Linked DNA regions of Mus musculus: region 2 is linked to region 1. A link is a contact called in public HiChIP or PLAC-seq data. All regions are on one chromosome and are shown on one strand. The core of a region is the stretch at or near the end of the contact, and the rest is flanking DNA. Distances in the headings are between cores, read along the strand shown. Region 1 has its middle 86 kb from the start of Gm31534. Region 2 holds the start of Hoxd11 (homeobox D11).

What was found. HiChIP or PLAC-seq counts read pairs in DNA pulled down with a chosen protein or histone mark.
Region 2: a contact with region 1 is called in an H3K4me3 HiChIP or PLAC-seq map of embryonic forebrain, with 4 times the contacts expected there. The contact joins the promoter of Hoxd11 here to the enhancer-like site in region 1. A contact is called at or near these places in 2 of 39 promoter capture datasets (HPC-7-derived erythroid cells and trophoblast stem cells), 9 of 115 datasets of contacts at active chromatin or transcription factors (craniofacial prominence, embryonic basal ganglia, embryonic forebrain and 6 more) and 3 of 9 other capture datasets (embryonic stem cells, liver and pancreatic islet).

The regions. Positions count from the first base shown.
Region 1 is chr2:74,117,409-74,121,176 of GRCm38.p6, forward strand. No RefSeq gene overlaps it. Among named protein-coding and RNA genes, the nearest start is that of Gm31534, 86 kb to the right of the region's middle. Within about 2 kb of position 2,298, at least 13 of the 459 cell types and tissues checked have an H3K27ac peak or open chromatin away from gene starts, as enhancers often do. A contact at or near this core is called in embryonic basal ganglia and embryonic forebrain, where this site is marked.
Region 2 is chr2:74,680,331-74,684,465 of GRCm38.p6, forward strand. It overlaps Hoxd11 (homeobox D11), which reads left to right and starts at 1,993. Exons shown (of 2, transcript NM_008273.2): 1 at 1,993-2,837; 2 at 3,573-4,135. The coding sequence starts at 2,063. The coding sequence ends at 3,808. It also overlaps a transcript of Hoxd10 not described here.

The DNA.
Region 1 (3,768 bases), core at 1,048-3,547:
TGAGATAAAGATCTAAAGAAAGGCAGGGGCAGGGCAGGAGGGAAAGCTCAGTGGGTAGGAGTGCTTGCAGGACACACAGGGACCTGAGTTCAAATCCCCAGCACACACATAGAAGGCCGGTTGGTCATGGAGGTGCGCTCTTTTAACTCTAAAACACAGATGTGCCTTCTCGTGTATTAGGAGACAATGGTACTAAAATGTTAGTTCTTTACAATCATGATCAAAATAGCAACTTATTTAGTGTGACAAGACAATAGAAATGACCATGGGCAGTCAAAAAAAATTAAAAAAAAACCCCAACAACAACAACAACAACAAAACCAAACCAACCAAACAAACAAAAAAAACCACAGCTGAGATCCAGTGCTGTCTTTCATTGTCACCCGTACAAAGCTTCAGTAAATAAAACAGTGTGATGTTGGCAGACAGACAGATGGGTAAGACATTTGGACAGAAATGTTACAAAACAAAGACATACTGATGGTAAATACGTACATGAAAAAAATGCCTAATGACATTAGGAGGGTGTAGGTTGTGATCACAGTGAGACATCGCCATAGACCTATGGAAATGGGTAAAATGAGAAGAATTAGTCACATACAGTACAGTGTGGAGGAACGGGAGCTACCAGACACTGCTGCTGGTGGAGATGTAAAAACAATCCAGCTGGCGAAAGTGTGACAGTATGACCCAGCCACTGCACACACACACATCAAGTGTCCACCCAACAATCCAACCATTGCACACACACATCAAGTGTCCACCCAACAACCTAGCAATGGAAGGAGGGAGGTGTCCACTGTCTTGACAGATAGTGGCTACATAGGTCTAAACATGGCCAGTCTATTAAGTTGTGTACTTTAAGTGGTGGAGTTTATCCTACAGTAAAGCTGATCTTTAAAAGTGCCTCAAAGAAAGTAGGGTAACTGACAGTGAAAATAACGGGTCACCTTCAATGCCAACTTCCCAACAGCACAAGAGCCTGTGGTTGCCAGCTCCATTGTGGGTCCTCTAATGGCTGGGTGCAGAACTCTTCGAGTTTGCTTGTCTGACATTTAGAAGGTTAATAAAGAACTGTGGATAAACAGCCTCAATTAACTCATAAAAGTGATTTGGACAGGAACAGCTTCTCATCAGATGAGGGGGAGGGGCTGCAGATCTATGGTTCTTGCTTCTGGTTTCAGCTGGAAGACGTAGGGCTTACTTAGGATAGCTAGAAAATACCATGAAGACCAGACCAAGCTGCAGGTACATGTATAAAAACCCCCTTTTAGGAAATTCCTGGCCAGTGGTCAGTTGTAGACTGAAATTGAGTCTGCCATGCATGAGCGTCCGGGATGCTCACAGAGGCAGTCATTTTGAAAAATCAACCACGAGCAACTGTGGTCCTTCTAAATTTGCTTTAGACTATTGGATCTTTTTCCTCTTCATTTTAGAGATTGTGTGTGTGTGCCATTTTAAGAATTTGTAGCAAAGACTGCTACATAAACTGCTAGTCACACTTGCTGGGGAACTTTGCAAATAAAAACCATAAAAACAGTGTTAGCTTATTAAACAAACAGAAAGAACTTAATAGCATAGAACTTGGGTGCATAAAAGCTCGGGATGGCTTCCGAAATAGCGTACATCACATAAAACGAATTACAACCAATAGATCTAGGTCTAGTTTCTGAGTGTCCACTTCGTTTTTAGTTAAGACAAACATCAGGATTGTTGTAATATTAACACCATTCCCTAACCATTTGATTGTTGTTATTTCTTAGTATTCCTGAGCCATGAAAGCATCGTGCACAGGGCTCTGCTCTTGCACAGAGAGGCGGGCTTTTCTGTAAGAGAGTTGCTGCCTGCGATGGTGGGCTGCCTGCTGTCGTGTTTACCTTCACTGGGGCTGCCTGGCTATTGTCGAGCCAGTTGAGATGATTCATGGGTCTGACAGATGTCTGGTACAGCTGGATGTGTCCTTGATTATCCCAAAAGTCTGGACAGCACTGTCATTCACCATTGCCCAAATTATCTTTGTATTGACTGTGGAACCCTTGGTGACAGCGCTGTAATGGCTAATTACCCAAGATACCACTGGTACGCACTTCATAATGGCTTAGTGAAAAAGGAAAAGACTGTAAGGAAATGAGGAAAAAAAATACTAATAAAAGTAACATCCTGTTCTGTGCAAAGAACAGACTCTGCTGCAGTAGAGTGTGTGTATTTATTTGACATCATGCAGTCTATGCTAATGAAATCCAGGGCCACAATAGGAGAAGCATAGATTCTCATGAAACGTGTAAGGGAGGGATAAAACGTAAAGAACGCTGACAGTGATGAATTATGGACAATAGAAGGAGCTATTAGCTGGGAGACAATCGTATGCATGGCATACTCGGGAAAGGCATGACAAGTGGCAATTTGCCTGCCTCGCCTGCTGCAGGGGTTGGAGGCGAAAGAGTACGTTCTGTTTAGCAAATGGCCTCCCCAGAAATGGAGAGGAGGGAGGGAAAGAGGAGGCGCTTAGTAAATCTGCTCCGGGGGCAAGAATGGGAAGCCGAGGTTTCATTTCCCCCTATAATGCCATAAATTAGCCCACTTTGACAAACATAGCTCCCTCAAAGCAGATATATATTAGGAGGGGGAAAGAGAAGGGAATAGAAGGCACAAAATCCCATTTTGACTTTTAGTGGAGATGATGAGGTCCCGGGAGGGCAGACAAAGCAGGCCGGGGAACAGCTTTCCACACAAAGAATGCAGTGATTCGCCACATCCTGTCCAGGCCGTGTCTGAATGTCACTCCTATCTTAATTACTAGACTAACAAAGCTATCCCGTTCTTCTAGAATCTCTGCCTCCGTTCTCACAATGCAAGAGGAGAATCTGATGAAAGGTTGCTCGTGAGTCTTTATGAAGCCAGGAGGTGAGGTCAGGGGCCTTGGGGAGGCGGAGTAGAGGAGGATGATGGGTGAAGACCGGAAGGCCTGATGCTCTCTTGTTCTTGATCGACATGGGTACTCCCCTGAGTTTTGTAGCAAGTGGCTTGGTGGGACAGCTGTGACAAAGTCGGGGACATGATGCATCACCCCTGGCCTTCCAGTTGGAAAGGGGGAGATTGTCTCTTTCTTTGACCCTATACTTGTGCAGTGATCTCAGGCCTAGTCACTCACAAAGCACGGGATACGAGCAGTGTGACTTGAGGACTGTGGGTACTGCATTCTGACTCACTGAATTATTCCTTTAGCTGAAGAACTTCAGTCCATTGTTTTGGACCACCTCAAATACTTCATTGTGTCCTCCCTGAGTTCTCTCGGATGCTTCTTGATGGTCCCAGAGGTGTTCCTCTGTCCACTGATTCTCAGTAAGGACCATAGTGATGGTGTAGGAGAGAGACGGACAGGAATTTGGGCGAGAATATCTCCTGAGCCCTGTGCTGATACCCTGCCCCTGCCAATCATATGGGCGAATACTTCTGTGTCCATCAAGCAAATTTTCCCTTTGAAAATGACTTGGATTGAAACAAGTTAATTCCCCCTAGAACTCTGGTTAGTTGGAGTTATTTTGTATTTTTTAAAAAAATGACAATCACATTTTCAAAACACGTAGGTGATACGTTTGTATCCCTATCACATTTAGGCGTGCCCCCCACCATCATAACACAGACAAAGTGGGAGGAGGGAAGAGAAGCTGTAGACCCGGACATGTCCAGGTGGCAGGCTGGGGGGGAATAGAGTGGTGGGGATCCCTCACGCTGGAGCGAGGACACAGTGAGGTCAGTAGCCACTGC
Region 2 (4,135 bases), core at 743-3,242, 560 kb after region 1:
GAACTGAGATGGAGATAGGGAGGCAGATAAAAATACGCTGTGTGTCGGACTCCGGGCTAGGAGAATGGTGCCAACAGGAATCTGGGTGTGTGTGGGGGGGGGGGGTAGTTGCAGGGAGGGGTCACCTAGGATGGACAGCTAAGTGGGAGAGAGCTTGGGGAGCACCAGTCGTCACTGCCACAGACCTGTTTGCGCAGTTTTTGGGGGAGGGAAGCAGACACGGGTGAGGGCGGAGGAAAGAGAGGAATGGAGAAAGGAGGGAGGAGAAGAGGAAGGGGCGACGGCTAGAAAATAGATAGCAACTCAGACCACCGGCCTTTTCTCTTAAGTCGGCTGGGTGCGCAAAGAGCACAGGACCCGAACCGCAGCGGTCTGGGGAAAGGAAGGAAACCAGAACAGAGCTGCCTAACGGGGCATAGCGCTGAAGCCCAGGCCTCTGGGCTGAATCCTGGGTAAAGGAACACTGAGGAAGGAGGAAGGCTGCTGCCTTTGGTTCTGGGATTTGGATTTGGGGAGAGACTAAGGCCTGGTAAGCTGGAGGTGGGAGCCTAGGCCTCTTTTGGACTCCAGGCCTGAGAGGATTGCCGCAGCCCAATGAGTGAGGCTTTGGAGCAAGTGGCTGGGGGCCTGGAAAGTCTACCTCGGAGTCAGGTGGTGCAGATAGACTCCAACAGGCAGGCAGACGCTATTGAGGGCCCCTGGAGAACCAACCGATCTCCCTGGGAGATGCTATGACCATCAAATTCAAGGGCTCCAGAGGAGTCTTGGGGATATGCCACGAGATTGCTCAGGGCTTAGTGGGGCTCCAACACAGTGAAAGCTCCAAGAGACTTGAACACAGAAGACGATGAGAGGAAGGCCAAAGCACAAGGGGTTTGTCTGTGGGCGGTGAGTAGGGACCTTATTCTGTGAGAGTGGGACTCATCTTCCTTTTGTTCTTCAGACCCTCGAGCTTTGAGGAAAGCCAGAAAACCGGGACCTCTGTGTTTCCACGCTGGCTGAGTATTGAGAGGAGAGAGAAAGAGAGAGAGAGAGAGAGAGAGAGAGAGAGAGAGTAAAGGGAAAGGATGGAGGTACTAAGAAAGACTGGAGAAAGGAGAGAAAGCAGGATGGAGGCGAGGAAAGGAAGAGAGGAAGACAGGAGAGAGAAAGGAGAAGAGTGAGGAGTAAGCAAAGAAAGGAGGGACGGGAACAGAGCGGAAAAACCTGGAAGAAGAAAGGCCGAATGGGTACCAAGGCCCACGCCAAGCTAGCTCCTGGGAGTCGTTTTTTCCAGGGTCTGCACTCTTGTCCCTGGTGTCAGAACCCAAGAGAGCCAAATCCCTACCAGCCGGAACGCACTCCGCAGAGAAATATGTAAATCAGGGCTCCCTGCGCCCTAGAGAGTGTCGCAATTACGCCCCTTGAACAAGAAGCAACAAGCTCCCAGCCGGTGAGCTACGGAGGGTGGCTGTGTCGCGGGGGAGGGAGCGGCTGCAGGAAAGGTGGGGGTGGGAACCTCACACTCTCACACCTAGTCCTCTGTGCCAGGGCCGGGGCTCCCCCCACCACCACCACCACCACCGCTCTCGACTGCTCTCCCTTCCCCCTTCCTCCCCCTCCTCCCTCCCTCCTCCTCCCCTCCGGCCTAGGTCCGGGTACTTAAAGCAGCGCGGGCGGGCTAAGGCGGGCGGGCGGCCCAGTCCGGTGGCGGCAGATGCGCCCAGCGGTGGCAGCCGCCGGCGGCGCGCAGGTGACCGGCCTGCAGCGCAGCCTGCTCAGGGAGTGCCCTGGGAGAGCTGGCGGGAGCTGGAGGCCGATCCGCCCCCAGCGTGCGCGCGTCTCGGCGCCAGGAGCCGTCCCGGGGCGTGTTGGCGAGCGCTGATATAGATATAAGGACATTTCTCTCCATGGCGTCACGTGACATAATTACCACCAGAATCAATCAAGATGAATTGCACGTCAGCGCCCGGTGGGGATTTTTGCTTAGTTGATCCTGGCCCAAGCCTCTTGTGCAATCGATGGCTCAGGTTGGAGGCGCGGGGAGCGGCCCGAGGCTTGCCGGCGTGCACGCCGCGCAGCCATGAACGACTTTGACGAGTGCGGCCCCAGCGCAGCCAGCATGTACCTGCCGGGCTGCGCTTACTACGTGGCCCCGTCGGACTTCGCCAGCAAGCCGTCGTTCCTCTCGCAGCCGTCCTCGTGCCAGATGACTTTCCCCTACTCCTCCAACCTGGCGCCACACGTCCAGCCCGTGCGGGAGGTGGCCTTTCGCGACTACGGCCTGGAGCGCGCCAAGTGGCCGTACCGCGGCGGAGGCGGCGGTGGCGCGGGGGGCGGCGGCGGCGGCGGTCCCGGCGGGGGTGGTGGCGGCTCCGGGGGCTACGCTCCCTACTACGCCGCGGCAGCGGCGGCAGCGGCGGCAGCGGCGGCGGCCGAGGAGGCGGCCATGCAACGAGATCTGCTCCCGCCCGCCGGCCGCCGGCCAGACGTGCTCTTCAAGGCTCCCGAGCCGGTGTGCGGCGCTCCCGGGCCGCCGCACGGTCCGGCGGCCGCAGCCTCTAACTTCTACAGCGCCGTGGGTCGCAACGGCATCCTGCCCCAGGGCTTTGATCAGTTCTACGAGGCGGCGCCCGGACCCCCCTTCGCCGGCCCGCAGCCCCAGCCCGCTCCCGCGCCGCCACAGCCCGAGGGCGCCGCTGACAAGGGCGACCCCAAGCCAGGGGCTGGTGGCGGCGGGGGCAGTCCCTGCGCCAAGGCGACTCCGGGCCCAGAGCCCAAGGGGGCGGCGGAAGGCGGTGGCGGTGAAGGCGAGGGCCCCCCGGGGGAGGCGGGGGCCGAAAAGAGCGGCGGCACAGGTAGGCGCGGGGCGCGGGCCGAGGGGCTGGCCCGGGGCGGCGGAGGGGGGGCGGTGGGGACCTCCCTCTGCTTGCGCCGTTTTATGTGCTACTTTATAAGCATTCGAGGGGGTTTATACATCCTATAAGATTTCCCGGGTCGTTGTAAAGCGTGTTTATGATAGGAAACCAATTTAGGTGGGCTTAAGGTAGACTTCGAAGAGGACATTAATCGCCGTAGAGAGCTTTCCCTCTATTTGGGTGGGGGGGGGGTGGGTGAGTTGAGGACCTTAGAGGAGGGAAGTACATTTGCAGCCAGTTGATGAGTGGGAACACGAGAGCCTCCTGCCTTTCAGGGAGAGGGTAAGTGATCTGCCGCACTGGACTTAACCCCAACCTCTGGCTGGCGCTCAGCTCGGAGTTGAGCAGATGCTCCTGTGGGCGCGCTCTTGTCTCTCTCCCTTCATGTTCCAGTTCAGAGCCTGCCTTGCCATCATCCTTTTTCCTATCTCAGTGCCAGCCTAGAGTGTGTGTGTGTGTGTGTGTGTGTGTGTGTGTGTGTCCGGGCGTGAACACATGTCCACGCCCGCACTCTACTGTGCCCGCCCATATATCATCCCCCACGACGCAGGCAGGGCCTTTCAACGGCGGCAAGGGACGTCCCTAACTGGGCCAAGGCCTGGCCCTAGCTCAGTGGCCAGAGTGGGTGGGGGCAAGCAGTAGCCTCTCTCACCTCTTGGTTTCTTTTCCTTGCAGTGGCCCCCCAGAGGTCCCGGAAAAAGCGCTGTCCCTACACCAAGTACCAGATCCGCGAACTGGAACGCGAGTTTTTCTTTAATGTATACATAAACAAAGAGAAAAGACTCCAACTCTCTCGGATGCTCAACCTCACTGACCGGCAAGTCAAAATCTGGTTCCAGAATCGCAGGATGAAAGAAAAGAAACTGAACAGGGACCGTCTGCAATATTTCACTGGAAACCCCTTATTTTGAGAACTCCAGGATGTACCCCCTCCCCAGAGCCCCACTCACCCACCCTCCTCCCCACCAGCCTGCTCTCAGCAGGCCCAATGTCCTTGGGTTCAATGACGCCTCTTCTCTGTGGAACTTCACGATTTCTTCTCGCCTTCAACTCGGGACCTCCCAGCGACCACTACAGCCTGAGGAAGAGGCCCGGAACTTGGCTGTGCGGATCCTAATAAGGGGAACATGGTAAATGTAAACATCCCTTTCCAATTTTACCGCCAATGCGCTGTTGTTCCTCTCCTCCCTCTCTGAGTCCTCAACGCGGCGAGATCTGTAGGAAGTTAGGCCATGGGG